Regions from separate parts of the Mus musculus genome. Here region 2 is linked to region 1. A link is a contact called in public promoter capture Hi-C data. All regions are on one chromosome and are shown on one strand. Each heading gives the region's core, a stretch centred on a gene start, on an enhancer-like site or on the middle of the called end of the contact. The rest is flanking DNA. Distances are from core to core; before and after follow the strand shown. Region 1 holds the start of Scfd2 (Sec1 family domain containing 2). Region 2 holds the start of Cox18 (cytochrome c oxidase assembly protein 18).

Region 1 (6,915 bases), core at 2,937-5,436:
CCACCGCGCGGTGAGTGCCTGCGGGTCCGGGCGAAGGCCGGGAGCAGGCCGCACTCGGCCTAACCAAGGCCGGTTAGGGCCAATACGAGAGGCCTCGGACGCCTGGGCCTGAAACGCTGGGAGGAAGGCCAGAGAGAACCGGGGAGACAGACAGGAAGTTCCGTACCGCCATACAGCCACTCTTCCTCCTCATCCCCTCCGGTCCCGCCGCTCAGCTCCACCAGGCGCTCCACCTCGCCGGCCGACATGGCCGCCCCACGCACAAGTTAAAGGCGGCGGCCAACAGCTCTCTCAACCCCTTTTTCCAGCCTCGCCGTCCCAGGGCGCGAGAATGGGAGGGAAGCCGCCGGTAAGCGAACGAAGAGCGCGAGACTCAAATCTGGGGCCAACCTCGGTGGAGGCGGCGACCCTGAAGAGTCAGCGACCGATCCGTCTGCGCATGCGCCGCAGGCACCCAAGCGGCGCGGCGTCTCTAGGTGGTTACGCTTCCGCGGCGGCGGGCACCTGGGCCTCTCATTGCGCAAGCGCCGCGCGATTGGCTCCTCCCCCTCCCCGCCCCACCCCAAGGATTCTAGCTTAGCTTCTCAAGAGTGGCTTTCTCTGGGGCTTCTGGTCTTCTTTGAAGTTCCCTTCCCCCAACCTTCCTCCCACTCCCCAGTTCCCTTTGCTACACCATTGTTCTTTTCTGTCCCTGTTGCCTTTCTCCCTCCACTAGTCTATTTTAAAATCCTGAAGGCCAGCATCCCGCACGGGTTTGACTGAACCACAATTGTCAATTCGTCGAAATTTTAACAACCAACAAAAGAAAAATTTAATATATAAAGGATGCGTTCTCTTTGTTTAAAAAATTATTAGTATTGGGCATAGTGGCACTTGGTAGGCAGAGACAAGTCACCCTGGTCTACATAGTGAGTTCCAGGATAGCCTGGGCTATACAGGGAGACTCTGTGGCCGGAAAGTTTTATTTAAGTTACTTAAACTGGTCATCTGAGTGGAGGGAACCTTGGTTGTGAAAATACCTCCATAAGATCGGGCTGTAGACAAACCTGCAGGGCATTTTCTTAATTAGTGATTGATGAGGAGGGTCGAGCGTTAGACTTTATCTGTATCACTTGATTCCTCGTTACCTGAGTAGATCACGAGGGTTTTAATTCTTCTTAGTTTTGAACTCTTGTTTGCTATGCCCTGTTCCCCTGTAGGAAATTCTTAAATTGTTTCAACTTCTGTGTACAATTTCCTCGTAAAAATCTTCCCTGAATTCAACAAATATGTATGAAAGTCTACCCAAGTACTAGGAACTCTTCAAGACTATATAGATTGGCGGTTAAAAAAAAAATCCTTTCTTTCATGAAGCCTTTATTCTAATGGAAGATGATAGACACATCATGTTGATAAGGATTTAAAAATAATAGTAGCTGTAAAAAGACCCACGGCCAAGTGATTAAAAGGGAGGTATAATCTAATATCACGTGGTAATTAATTAATTAATTAAAATAAGTAGATCCCTTAATGGAGAAGGGCTGTAAGCTCTGTGGGTTTCTGCATGGGGGCTACTTGACAAGGAGATTAGGAACATGCAAAAGGCCCAGAGACAGAGAAGTTCCAGGCACCCAACTGCATTTGGAGTAGAGTGAAAGGCAAATGTAGATAAACTGAGTATGCAGATGGGGTGAGCAGGGTTGGGGTGAGGGGAGTAGAGCAGAGCTAAACTCTCTTTTAGACCACAAGTCTTATTGACTACATAGCCACTTTCCCCAGAATCTTCACTAGGCCAAATCTGCCTTCGTCTTGTTTAACTTTCACTTCCATCTGTTGTATGGTGCACCATATCCTTTTGGCCTTTGATACTATCTGCTTGAGAGTACCGTGGGCAGTTACCACCACCACACCGTGGTTAGCTCCATTCTCACTGTTAAGTGCATCTAAAGTAAAATTGGGTGGTTTCATGAGAGAGTTGATTGTCTTTTGCAGAGTGAATTGCTTTTCTTTCCAGTCTGGAAAAGAGTTTGTCTTTCAAATCATTGTCTAGACAAAGAGTTTAGACATCAACAACGAGTTGATTAATGAATGGTGGTGAATGCGGTAGGAGGCCTGCGTGGTGGAGGTAGCACTTGAGCTAAGCTTTGAAAATGATTTCTACAAAGCAGAGAAGCTCATAAAGCTCTAATGACCATCCTTCAAAGCCTCTTCCTTCCTTCTTTCCTCCTAAACTGAATCCTTGTATGGATATGCTTCCTTGGTTAGGATTAATCTCTCCATTTGCCATGGGAAACTTTGACATTAAATAATTTGACTATTTTATAGACTGTCTCTTGCTTCTTATATTATGAACTCATCTCACTACAATATCACATTTATCCTGAGTATACTTATTTGCCATCTCATTATTTATTGCTGTTCTAAGCAATGATGATGGTGATGTTGCTGCTAACCCAGGCCTGGCAGTGCATCCTGTCCTTCCAGGTCCTCTGGAGGCCAGGGCTAGAGCTTGACTCAGGCTAGCAGAGTAAGACTCCATCTCAGAACAATGTCAATAATAATGATATCATTTAATATGAAGTATACTTTTTTTTTTTGAAACAGGGTTTCTCTGTGTAGCCCTGGCTGTCCTGGAACTCACTGTGTAGACCAGGTTGGCCTCGAACTCAGAAATCTGCTGCCTCTGCCTCCCGAGTGCTGGGATTAAAGGAGTACGCCACCACCTACCACCACCCGGCTGTGAAGTATACTTTTGAGAAGTAATGAAAAGGAGTGCTTAGCTATAAGAATTAGACAATGAATAGATTACTGCTCAAATCATGCCAAGAGACCAGGTATGGTGGCATATGCTTTAGGGAGGTCAAAACCCAACTGTATACACACACACTCTCTCACACACAGAAACACACGAATAAAACTTTAAAATGAAAGCAATTGCCATGTGTCACAACTAGATGAATGATGTTAGGTGAAGTAAGTTAATCACAATAAAGCAGATAGTACAGGGACCCAATTATAAGACCCACAGTGCCAATGCAAAGAGAACAGGATTAAAGTAGAGGCTGACAAATGCTGGGGGGGGGGTGCAGGGAGCTGAGGTTGAGGGTGGCAATTGTTATTTAAAGGGTATATAGTTTTGAAACTATTTTGATTTTGCAAAATAAAAAGTTCCAAAGATTGGTTGTACAGCAGCATGAATGTTTTTTAATGTTTCCGAACTGTACATTTTAAAATGACTAATGGTGGACATGGTGGCACACACGTTTAATCCAAGCACTAGGAAGGCAGAGGCAAGCAGATCTCTGTGAGTTTGCAACGAACCTGATCCACATCATGTGTTCCAGGACAGCTAGGGCTGCACAATGAGATCCTGTCCACACATACTCACACACACACACACACACACACTCACTCACACACACACAATTAGAACAGTAAATTACTAAATTTTTTTATCTCATGCATGTTTCCACAATTAAATAATAATAATAATAATAATAATAAAACAGGTTCTAAACTGAGATGTGTAGATCAGTATATCTATTCCTCAACCCAATTCTCATCTTAGTAGCTGTGAAATGGACCCCAAAGCCTTTTGACTGTGTGGAGACAGGATCTCTCTGTCTCTCTCTGTGTGTCTGTCTCTGTCTCTCTCTGTGTATGTGGTGTGTGTGTGTGTTGGGGATGGGTGATTGTGCGTTTTCCACAATTGGCACATGGAGGACAATTTTTCCGGGTCCTGTTTTTCTACATTGAGTCCGAAGGATCAAACTCAGGTCATACGACTTGTGTTGCAAGCGCTTTTAGCCTTATGAGCCATCTTGCTGGTCCCAAAAGGTATTTCACGAGGCTGGAGTGCACCAACGCAGAAGATAACCTACACAAGACCAACTATTACGTTGCAGTAGTTGTTTGGCTTCTCCAAGTTCAGATGGGGGAAGTACTTTGCTTCAGACCAGGTTTTATTATTCCCGAGAATTCTTAACCTGGAGGAAAAGGTGATGAGAGCTGACAAGGGAGGGACGAACAAAACCCATTTCAATTCTTTCCTAGAAAGCTGCTGCCTCCAGCTTTTCAGGGACTATCGACCCTGTAAGCACATTCCGTTCCTCCTTCAAGTGCAGACGTTCCTTCCGCCAGCCCGCGCGCCTGATCAGCCAATGAGCGCCTAAGACGTCATCACCGCGCGCGCGAACGCCGAGCGTCAGAGACAGGCCCACGTGTACTGTGTTGACTGTCAAAGTACTCAGTACCCGGAAGCCCTGCGTTCTGACCTGAGTTCCCGCCCGTACGCCGGTGAGACCCCTGGCCAGCTGGCGATACGGGATCATGAGCGCCGCGGGCATACTGGCCTTTGCCCAGCAAGGCTGGGAGCAGGTGCTGGCCAAAGTGAAGTGGTCCGTGGTCTACCTGGACGCTGCCTGCGCCGAGAGCCTGCACTGGAGCTGCGGATCCAGCCGGCTTCTGGAGGCGGTGAAGGGTCCTGCGTGTCACCTGCGGGAATTTGAACCCCAGGCCATTGGCGGGGGAGCCAAGCAGCCCCGGGCGGTTTTCGTTTTGAGCAGCCCGCTGAAAGGCCGGATCGTAGACACTCTACAGAGTATCATTTGCCGCAGTCACTTTCAGCACTGTGTGGTGGTCACAGCCGTGAGCCACGCAGTCCACCTCACTGCTAACCACGTACCGGCCGCTGCAGCGGCCGAGCTCGAGGGGCAGCAGCCGGTGTTCGAACAGCTGGAGGAGAAGCTCTGTGAGTGGATGGGCAACGAGAACTATACGGCCGAGGTGCTCCACGTCCCGTTGTTTCTCGCCCCTGTTGCCTCCCATCTCGCTTTTACTCCAGCCTTTGCTACCCTCTTCCCACTGCTACCTCAGGATGTCCACGCTCTTAACAGTGCCAGACCCGACAAGAGGAGGCTGAGCAGCTTGGGTGAGGTGGATGCCACTGCCCTAACCCCAGAGCTGCTGCTGTACATCAGATGCCTCGTGTCAGGCCTCAGTTCTCTGTGTGAACATCTAGGGGTACGAGAGGAGTGTTTCGCCGTGGGTCCCCTCAGTCGGGTCATCGCTACAGATCTGGCAAATTATGCCCCCGCCAAGAACAGGAAAAAGACTGCTACAGGCAGGGCTTCTGTGGTCTTTGTGGATAGAACTCTGGATCTCACAGGTAGGTGGCATTTCTGGGAGTTGTTCATCTTCACTCTCCTAGCTAGAGGATCTGTTCATTGATTCAGCATATGTGTTTATTGGCCTCATATTGAGGTTGGCAATATAAAGATGAACTAAAAGAACCAGCCCCTAATTTGACAGCATCTGGAGTTAAGTTTTGTCTAGTGGAGAGTGGACATAGATAAAGCACAATTTTATTTGTTAAATGCTGTAAGCGGGCAAATATGGCTTTAGTGTGCGTTGCTTTTGATAAAACAACCGGGCCTAGTCCAAGAGACTGGAAAAAATGAGATGACCTTGACATGGAGGGAATTGCCATCACCTGAGACTCTTAGACATTTCCAGATACCAGTTGTCTTAATTAGGGTGTCTATTGCTGTAATGAAACACCATGGCCAAAACCGACTTGTGGAGGATAGGGTTTATTTCCTTACACTTCCACACCATAGTCGATCATTGAAGGAAATCAGGACAGGAACTCAAACATGGCAGGAACCAGGAGGCAGGAGCATAAGGCGGTAGCGGTCATAGAGGGGGTGCTGCATACCATGCTCCACATGGAATGACCTTCGTTTGCTCCCTAGTACCTACATGGTGAAAGGAGAGCACTGACTTCCTCCAATTGTTCTCTGATCTCCACACACACAGTGTGACTTGCACATGCACTGTCCCCCACACATATACAAATAAATAGGTAAATGTCTTTTTTAAAAAGTGAAACTGAATGTACATATGAGAAGTTGGAAAAAAGAATTGTAGAAAATATTTTCAAATGTGCATTGAAGTTTGTATAGCAACCTCAAATTGCAGCAATGTAATAATTATTTATACCTGCGAGGAAGAAATCTAACCTTAAAATAGGTGAAGAAAATTCTGATTCATGATGTGAGCACTTATTTTTAGAGGTCACCTTTGTTTTATAGTTAAGTAGATATAGTTCAATAATAGTATGTGCTAGCTGTTCAAGGTCACTGAGAACAATCAGAACACTGGTCTAAGCCAGTATTCCCTTTCCAGGTTAGAAAAAAAAAATGTTGAATGATGTTATAAAAACCAGTAAGAAGTATATTTGAAATTTTAATTAGATGAGTTTTAAGATCATAAAATAGAGAGTAAACTAAATGGCAGTTCTGAGGAAATGCTACTGGGCGCAATCTTTTGAGGGTGTCCTGAGGGTAATTATAATTAATTTCAAGAGGGCAGCAGTGGCCATGTCACTCACAGAGGGCAGAAGTCTATAAAACAGAAAATATAAGCCTGCAGAAGGTTTTCATACCTCCTTATCACCAAATCCCTTGCACATTGTGTACAGTTTTCTCCTTCCTTCACATTACAAAGGAGCATTCCATCCCTCCTCACGTTTTTACCTATGCAGACTAGCTCAGCACTCTCTACCTTCTCATGAGTTCACTTCTGCTAAACAGTCCTCTATAGACCATTTTCCTCCTTTTCTCAGATTCTCTCTTTTTTTAATTAGATATTTTCTTTATTTACATTTCAAATGTTATCCCCTGTCCTAGTTTTCCCTCTGAAAATCCCCTATTTCCTCCCCTCTCCCCGTTCTCCCCAACCCACCCACTCCCATTTCTGGCCCTGGCATTCCCCTGTACTGGGGCATAGAACCTTCACAGGACCAACGACCTCTCCTCCCTTTGATAACCGACTAGGCCATCCTCTGCTACATATATAGATAGAGCCACAAGTTCCACCATGTGTTTTCTTTGATTGGTGGTTTAGTTCCAAGGAGCTCTGAGGGTACTGGTTAGT
Region 2 (6,794 bases), core at 2,164-4,663, about 16 Mb before region 1:
ACACATAACCTCCTAGCGAGTGTCTTACTGAAAAAGGAAGAAGGGTGGGAAAGCGAGTATTTTCTTGGTTTTAAAATGTGGAGCATGGAAATAGATTTGAGCCCTGTCTCTCTACACTGAGAGAGCAGGATGGCGCCATGGTTCTAGAAGTTTGTACCAGGAACATTTTTCAAATACATTTTTATACTTCAGATGTAATATAGAACATTTTATTTATTTAAACAATAAAAAAAAAGTTCTTGAGACCGTGCAGGTCTTTTTTTTTCCCCCCTTTTTGAAGTATGTGATTATCTCTGCACACTACATAGTTTGCTTCTTTTTAAGAAGCGACTTAACAGATAGCTGTGGTGCTGCACACCTTGAAATCCCAGCAGTCAGGAGGCAGAGCCTGCTGAATCTCCGAGTTCAACCCACCTGGTCTACTTAGTCCTTCCTAGGACAGCCAGGGCTACAAAGAGAAACCCTGCCTCAAAAAAGAAGAAAAGCGGGGAAAGTGTGGCAGATGTGGAGCCTGGCAGAAGGGTCTCTTCAATTCAAGACCAGCCAGGTCTATAAAGTTCCAGGCCCAACAGGGCTACATAGTGAGACCCTGTCTCAACTTCCCCCCCAAAGCAAAAATATACCTGAGTCTGACTTGAAGGGGTTATTTTTTATAATTTCTCATAAGAATTTGCCTCATATGTATTTTCTTAAATTTTCCTAAAGAAGTTTAGAAATTTTATTTGGACTATGAGCCCTGTAAAATGACAATATAACTTATATTAAAATTTTGAGCAGTGTGCTAATATTCTATAATAAACATGTTGAGGTTTAGGGTTTGAAGGTTAGTAAGATACTTGTCTAGTATATGTCATGCTGCTTAATCCTAGCCCTGAAAAATTCAATTGCAGGTGGTGGCACATGCCTGGTGCTTGTGGTCCCAGCACTTTGTAGCTGAAGTTGGCATGGAACACTGGATCTTCCTGCCTCTGCCTACTAAGCGCTGGGTTTCTGCTGAGCAGGTGCTGCTTGCTTTCATCCCATCGTAAGGTAGAAAAATGGTGTGGAGGGGGAGGCCGAAGATTGTTATGCATTCCTTGAGTTTGCTATGTAGTCTAGGCACTGACCTCAGCTTGTGGCAATCCTCCAACCCTTGCTTTTTGAGTGTGGATACAGATCTGTGCCACTGTACTCCTCTCCCTCCACCCACCCACCCACACACACACACACATACCCCCTTGGATTAGACTGGAACTCAGCAGGTAACCCAGGATGGCCTCAAGCATACCTTGCTGCCTCTTAAAAACTGTGTGTGTGTGTGTGATTGATAGATTTACTGTGCAGGTGTCTGAGACCAGAAGAGAGAAGAGGGTGTTGCTGGGGTGGCAGATAGTTGTTTGTGAATGGCTTGAGGTCAGAGCTAGAAGGTGAACTTGAGTTCTCTGAAGGAGTAACAGGCCATCTCTCCAGCCCCCTTAGATGGTTCTCTTCAAAGAAGTCAAAAGTTAAGAAGAAAAATGAGTTGTATGACACAAGTAAAATTGAAAAAATTGATGGCAAGTACTGAGAAGTGTGTGTGTATTTATACACATTTATATACAGAAACATTTATATATTTTATATATATTTCAGGGAGCTATTGCAAGCGGTGGCCCCTTAATTTTTAGGTGTTCAGAGAAGGATCTTGGGAGAGACCCAGACTTGAATTCTTAACCTCCCTTTGCCTCCCTCAGGCACTAGTGCATGAGGTTTTCTCAAAAGTACACTTCAGCCTGAATTACAGTGAGTCCTTGAATAGCCTGTGCTACAGAGAGAACATATTGTATATCTCAAGGGCCTATGGGGGAGGCATAAAGCTATGCCTGATAACCTCAATCCAATCCTTAGAATTCTCAAGTGGTCTCTGATACCACATGAGTTTCCTCCTCAGGGTTAGTGTTAGATTTACAGACACGTCATATGCACATTATTAAGAAGACAAAAAGTTAAATATGCTCATATATGCAACATCACAAAATAAGTATTAAGAAGTTTAGTTCACATAACAATATATGGGTTTAGTTTTTAAATTTATTTCCATTACTTTGACATGAATGCAGGTGTGCAGTTTTATCAGAAGAGGTTGTCAGTTACCTGTAGCTGTAGAAAAAAATTGTTAAAGATTTTAATAACTGCTTGAAATTTTTGGTTTAGGGTTTGTGAACAATAGATCTACAAATAACAGGCTTATTTATTACACATAATAAATTTACCTACTTTCCCAGTGTTGAGAATTAATTCTAGGTTCTCATGTATGGTAAGTTGGGACTTGGGGGAGTTGTTTTTAAGTAACTTCTCTGGCTTAAGGCCATCTTGGAAGGGCCTACTGGATATTAACAGTTTTATGGAAATACGGTGGTTTCTTAAACTAGCAAGAGATAAGTGAGCTGTTTTTAAAAGGGATTATGCTATGGGAACTAAAGGCAGGTTACCCAAGTTTCAGAAAATACGCTATCTGACAGCTTTGGTAGGTGTTCAATAAAGTAGAGGACAGTGTCCACAGTTTGGCTTTACCAAACATGGGAGAGGTTTCTAAAAACTCAATTCACTTTGGCCTACCCTAGGAGTGGGCACTTCGTTGTTCCATTTATTTTCTGTTGACAGGAACACGAATGTGAAAAACACACAGTTGTTAAAAGCCCTGTGCATTCCATTTAACCGTTGAAGCAAAATTGTGCTGTTGATGGAATTCATTTTGTAAAATGAAAAATAGTATTTTTCCCTGCTCCTTATTATGATGGTGATTCTTCTTCTTATTTATTTATTTCGTTTTTTTCTTTTCTTTTTTTTTTTTTGGTTTTTCGAGACAGGGTTTCTCTTTATAGCCCTGGCTGTCCTGGAACTCACTCAGTAGACCAGGCTGGCCTCGAACTCAGAAATTCGCCTGCCTCTGCCTCCCAAGTGCTGGGATTAAAGGCGTGCGCCACCACTCGGCATTTCTGCATTCTGTTTATAAAGGAATACAGAATGCTAACCGGAACAGATAAAGACATTTAGGTCTTATTATAAAGTAGAGCTGCCTAGGGGGATAAAGGACGCAGACTTAACACTGACCGAGCCAGAAACACTATTCCCAAAGTAGGTGTTTCAGCAGTGCGTAGAGAAAACGGAGATAGATGCTGCGCGCCTTGGGCGGAAACAGCCGAGTCACAAAAAGTACTCAAGCCACAATTTCCTTGAGTGGAAACTGAAACTCAACAGCAAGGCAGTTTGCTCGCCCCGCCTACCCCTGCAGTTCCGGTTCCCGCTCTGAACTCCACCCCAGCAAGGAAAGGAGTTAAGAGAGCCTCAAGCGGCTCATTGCCGCGTGGGAAAGGCGGAGTCTTACGTCATCTCTAGCGCGACACTGGACAGGGCTTTCGGCTGGGAAGGTCAGGCGTGGCCTCGGGTTCGCGCATGCGCGCAACCTCCTGGTGCTAGTGCTCTAGTTGGCCGCCCGCTCCGTGTAACCATGCTGTGCCGGTCGTGTGCCGGGTGGCTCAGGTCGCTGCCCACCCTGCGGCTCCCGGCACCGGGATCACCGCCCGCCTGGAGCAGCGCGCGGCTCCCAGCCCTTCCGGTATGGGCAGCCGCTTCGGTGTCTGCGGCCTCTCCAGGTGGCTGGTATGAGGCCCTGGCAGCGTCGGCGCCGGTGCGCACCGCGGAGGAAGTGCTGCTGGGCGCGCAGGAGGCTACCGGCCTCCCCTGGTGGAGCAACATCATACTCAGCACCGTTGCCCTGCGCGGTGCTGTCACTCTGCCCCTGGCCGCCTATCAGCACTACATCCTGGCTAAGGTGAGGGGCGTCGGTCCCCGTGCTGCCTGCCTGCTAGTGTTAACATGGAGGCTAAAATAATTTAGTTAGCATTGCATGTTAAATGATGGTTGGTGACTCGAGTACCTTCCAGTTCACCCGACCTACCAAGTATTTATTCGAAATACAAGTGCCTCCCAAATGTTCGGTTGAGACCAATATTCAGAAGAAATGGCACGGAGGAACCTGAAACATTAGGGTCATAAACATTTTAAGAGTCTGCAGCATCATTTGTCACTATTGATACTGCTCTTTATTACTAGAAAGGTATCACTAAGTTAGCAGTTTCCAGACATGAATTCTTCCTCTGGGCCTACCACCTACTACCCTGTATCTGATGGATTGAAACTTCGAGTTGGCTTTTTAGGAACTCTGTTCAGTGGAATTGGTATAACGTTACCTCCCCCATGGCTGTGCCTGGGGGTGGGGGTGGGGTAAGTCAAGATTTTAATTTGAGTCACAGAGGATTGCCAGGAAGGGAGCAGCAGCATTGAGCCAGGAAGCATTCACAGTGAGGTGTTAACACTGGAATGCTGTTTTCTCTCTCCTGGGAAATGTAGGGATGGAACAGTAAGAACCAGGATGCAGTTTTCATTTACTCGAAATCCTATGGAGGAGGTGCTGTTAGATATGCTACATACTGGGAATCAGGATTTCAGGTTATGCACAGCCAGAAACAGAAAACATCAGGTACCCATAACCAAGAAGTTGCAGTTGGTTTAACTCAGTATGGTTGCCAAGATCACGCAGATAGATGTACAGGCAAGGAATTTAAATCTGGGGTCAAAGATACTTTAAGCAAACTAATATCTAATAGAGTTTTCTTAAATGTTTTCGATTACAAGTGTGATCAGTAAACAACATTTGTATATGGTCTAGGGAACAGAGACTAGAACTGTGAGTTTGGTTGTCCTGACCAAATGCTGAGTGGGGGAGGAAAGGGATTATGTGGTTTGTAGGTTATATAGTCTATTGTGGAGGCATTACAGAGCAGGGACAGCAGCAGAGTCCTTGGAGGAACACTGCTTACTGGCTTTTTATACAGCTCACGTTCACATGCCTGGGGCTGGTGGCACACAGTGTCCTGTGTTCTTCCATGTCAATTAGTGATTAAAAAATGCCCCATAGGCTAATCTGATGGGTGAAATGTCTTAGTTGAAGGCCCTTTCTTCTGGATGTGCCAAGTTGACAGCTGAAGCTAACCATGCAGTAGTTATCAGTAAAGATCCTTTATGAACTCATCAAACAACTTTTTTCTTTAGTTAGGTGGAAAACTTGCAACCAGAAATAAAAGACATCGCCAAGCGCCTTAACCAAGAAGTTGCAGTCTGTGCCCGTCAGTTTGGATGGTCCAAGAGAGTGGCTAGGTATGCAGCTTTGGGTCTGCGGTCACGAAAATGTGTGTGTGGTGTGTGCGTGTATACACGGTTAGGTATTCTTTTGATTGGCGTATTCATATTAATCACTATGCTGCATGGTGGTTTTATGTATTGGAATGGAATCAAAGAAAGGAAGAAACAGGCGTTATTCCAACTCCTGTGAAGCTGAATCGTCCTCCTATCTCAGCCTCTCTCTCAGCTCTGAGATTACAGGTGCAGACCATTGTATCTGGCTCTGTATGTCAGAATATGACAGGGTTTCATGTGCACCAGGGATGCCCAGTGGGTAACTGTACCCAGGAATGACCTTGAACTTCTAATCCTCCAACCCCGACCTCCCAAGTGCTTAGATTACACATTTGTGATACCACACCTGGCCTGTGTTCTTGGGAGCCACTGAAAAGATAAAGTCAGTGAATTAAATACTGTATTAAGATTTGACGTAAGTCAGTGGAGCTGGGCAAGTAATGTGCCACCATGCTTGGCAAATTCTATTTAATGTGAGCTTTGTCATCTTTATTTGGTGCTAATACAAACTTGACATTGCACTGAAGAGCAGCTGAATCAGCAATTAAGAGCACTTGCTTTCATTTGTTTATTTGTTCGTTGATGTTTTAATCTAAGACAGGGTTTCTCTGTATAGCTCTGGCTGTCCAGGAACTCACTTTGTAGATCAGGCTGGCCTTGATCTCAGAGATTCGCCTGCCTTTGCCTTCTGAGTGCTGGGATTAAAAGCATTGGTCTCTGTATCTTGCCTAAAGAACACGTACTGCTCTTTCGGAGGACCTAGGTTTGATTCTCAATACTCACATGGTGGCTTATGGCTGTTTGTGGCTTCAGTCCCCGAAGTATCCAGTACCCACTTCTGACCTCTGAGGGCATCAGGCATTCATGTGGTGCAATTAAATACATGTAAGCAAACCACTTATGCACATAAAATAATAAAACAAATCTTAAACAAGAACAGCAAAGAAAACTTGACATGTAGGGAAACATTGTAGCTAAACAGTTGAGGCAAGACATTATTAATCTCAGTACTGTGGAGGAAGACGTGGGTATATCTCTTAAGTTCCCCCAGCCTGTTTTACCTAATGGTAAAACCCAGGCCTTTCAGGCCACAGACTGAGACCTTGTCTCAGAAAGAGAAGAAACTAGAAAGTGTATGTATTAATGCATGAAACATAAAGCCTTATTTGTTACATATAAGCTTAAGTACGCATGGTGTTTTGATATTTTTATGAAGAGAAATCTGAGAGCTAGAGCAGTGGACCAGGACCAGGTGAATAGTTAGCTGTCCATTTGGGTTGCAGACGGCTTGATGAAGTGACATTTATGATGCCTTCCTTGCCTGTACTACACTGGTCCATTTTGTTGGATGACCTAAAAATTTTAAGGACCCGGATGTGCAAGTGTACGTAGAGAAAGAAAGTACAGATAAAAGTAGAAGGGTCTAGTGTGTGCTGTCTTAGTTCAGCATATTACAAATTGATTAAACTCAATACACCAACTAAAGGCCTATCTTGTACTAAATGTGTATGATATGAGATTGAATATGAGGAAGAAACTGGGCAAGGTCAGCGGTGGGCACACAGGAGGCTACCCTG

The links. Promoter capture Hi-C pulls out the DNA fragments that hold promoters and counts their contacts.
Region 2: a contact with region 1 is called in a promoter capture Hi-C map of pre-B cells. The contact joins the promoter of Cox18 here to the promoter of Scfd2 in region 1. A contact is called at or near these places in 1 of 39 promoter capture datasets (pre-B cells) and 3 of 484 Hi-C or Micro-C datasets (CD4 T cells and CD8 T cells).

Annotation. Positions count from the first base shown.
Region 1 is chr5:74,529,013-74,535,927 of GRCm38.p6, reverse strand. It overlaps Scfd2 (Sec1 family domain containing 2), which reads left to right and starts at 4,186. Exons shown (of 9, transcript NM_001114660.2): 1 at 4,186-5,146. The coding sequence starts at 4,309. It overlaps Fip1l1 (FIP1 like 1 (S. cerevisiae)), which reads right to left and starts at 437. Exons shown (of 18, transcript NM_001159573.2): 1 at 167-437. The coding sequence starts at 248.
Region 2 is chr5:90,220,615-90,227,408 of GRCm38.p6, reverse strand. Cox18 (cytochrome c oxidase assembly protein 18) reads left to right here and starts at 3,413. Exons shown (of 6, transcript NM_001033310.3): 1 at 3,413-3,793; 2 at 5,078-5,178. The coding sequence starts at 3,470. Ankrd17 (ankyrin repeat domain 17) reads left to right here. Exons shown (of 34, transcript NM_030886.2): 34 at 1-243.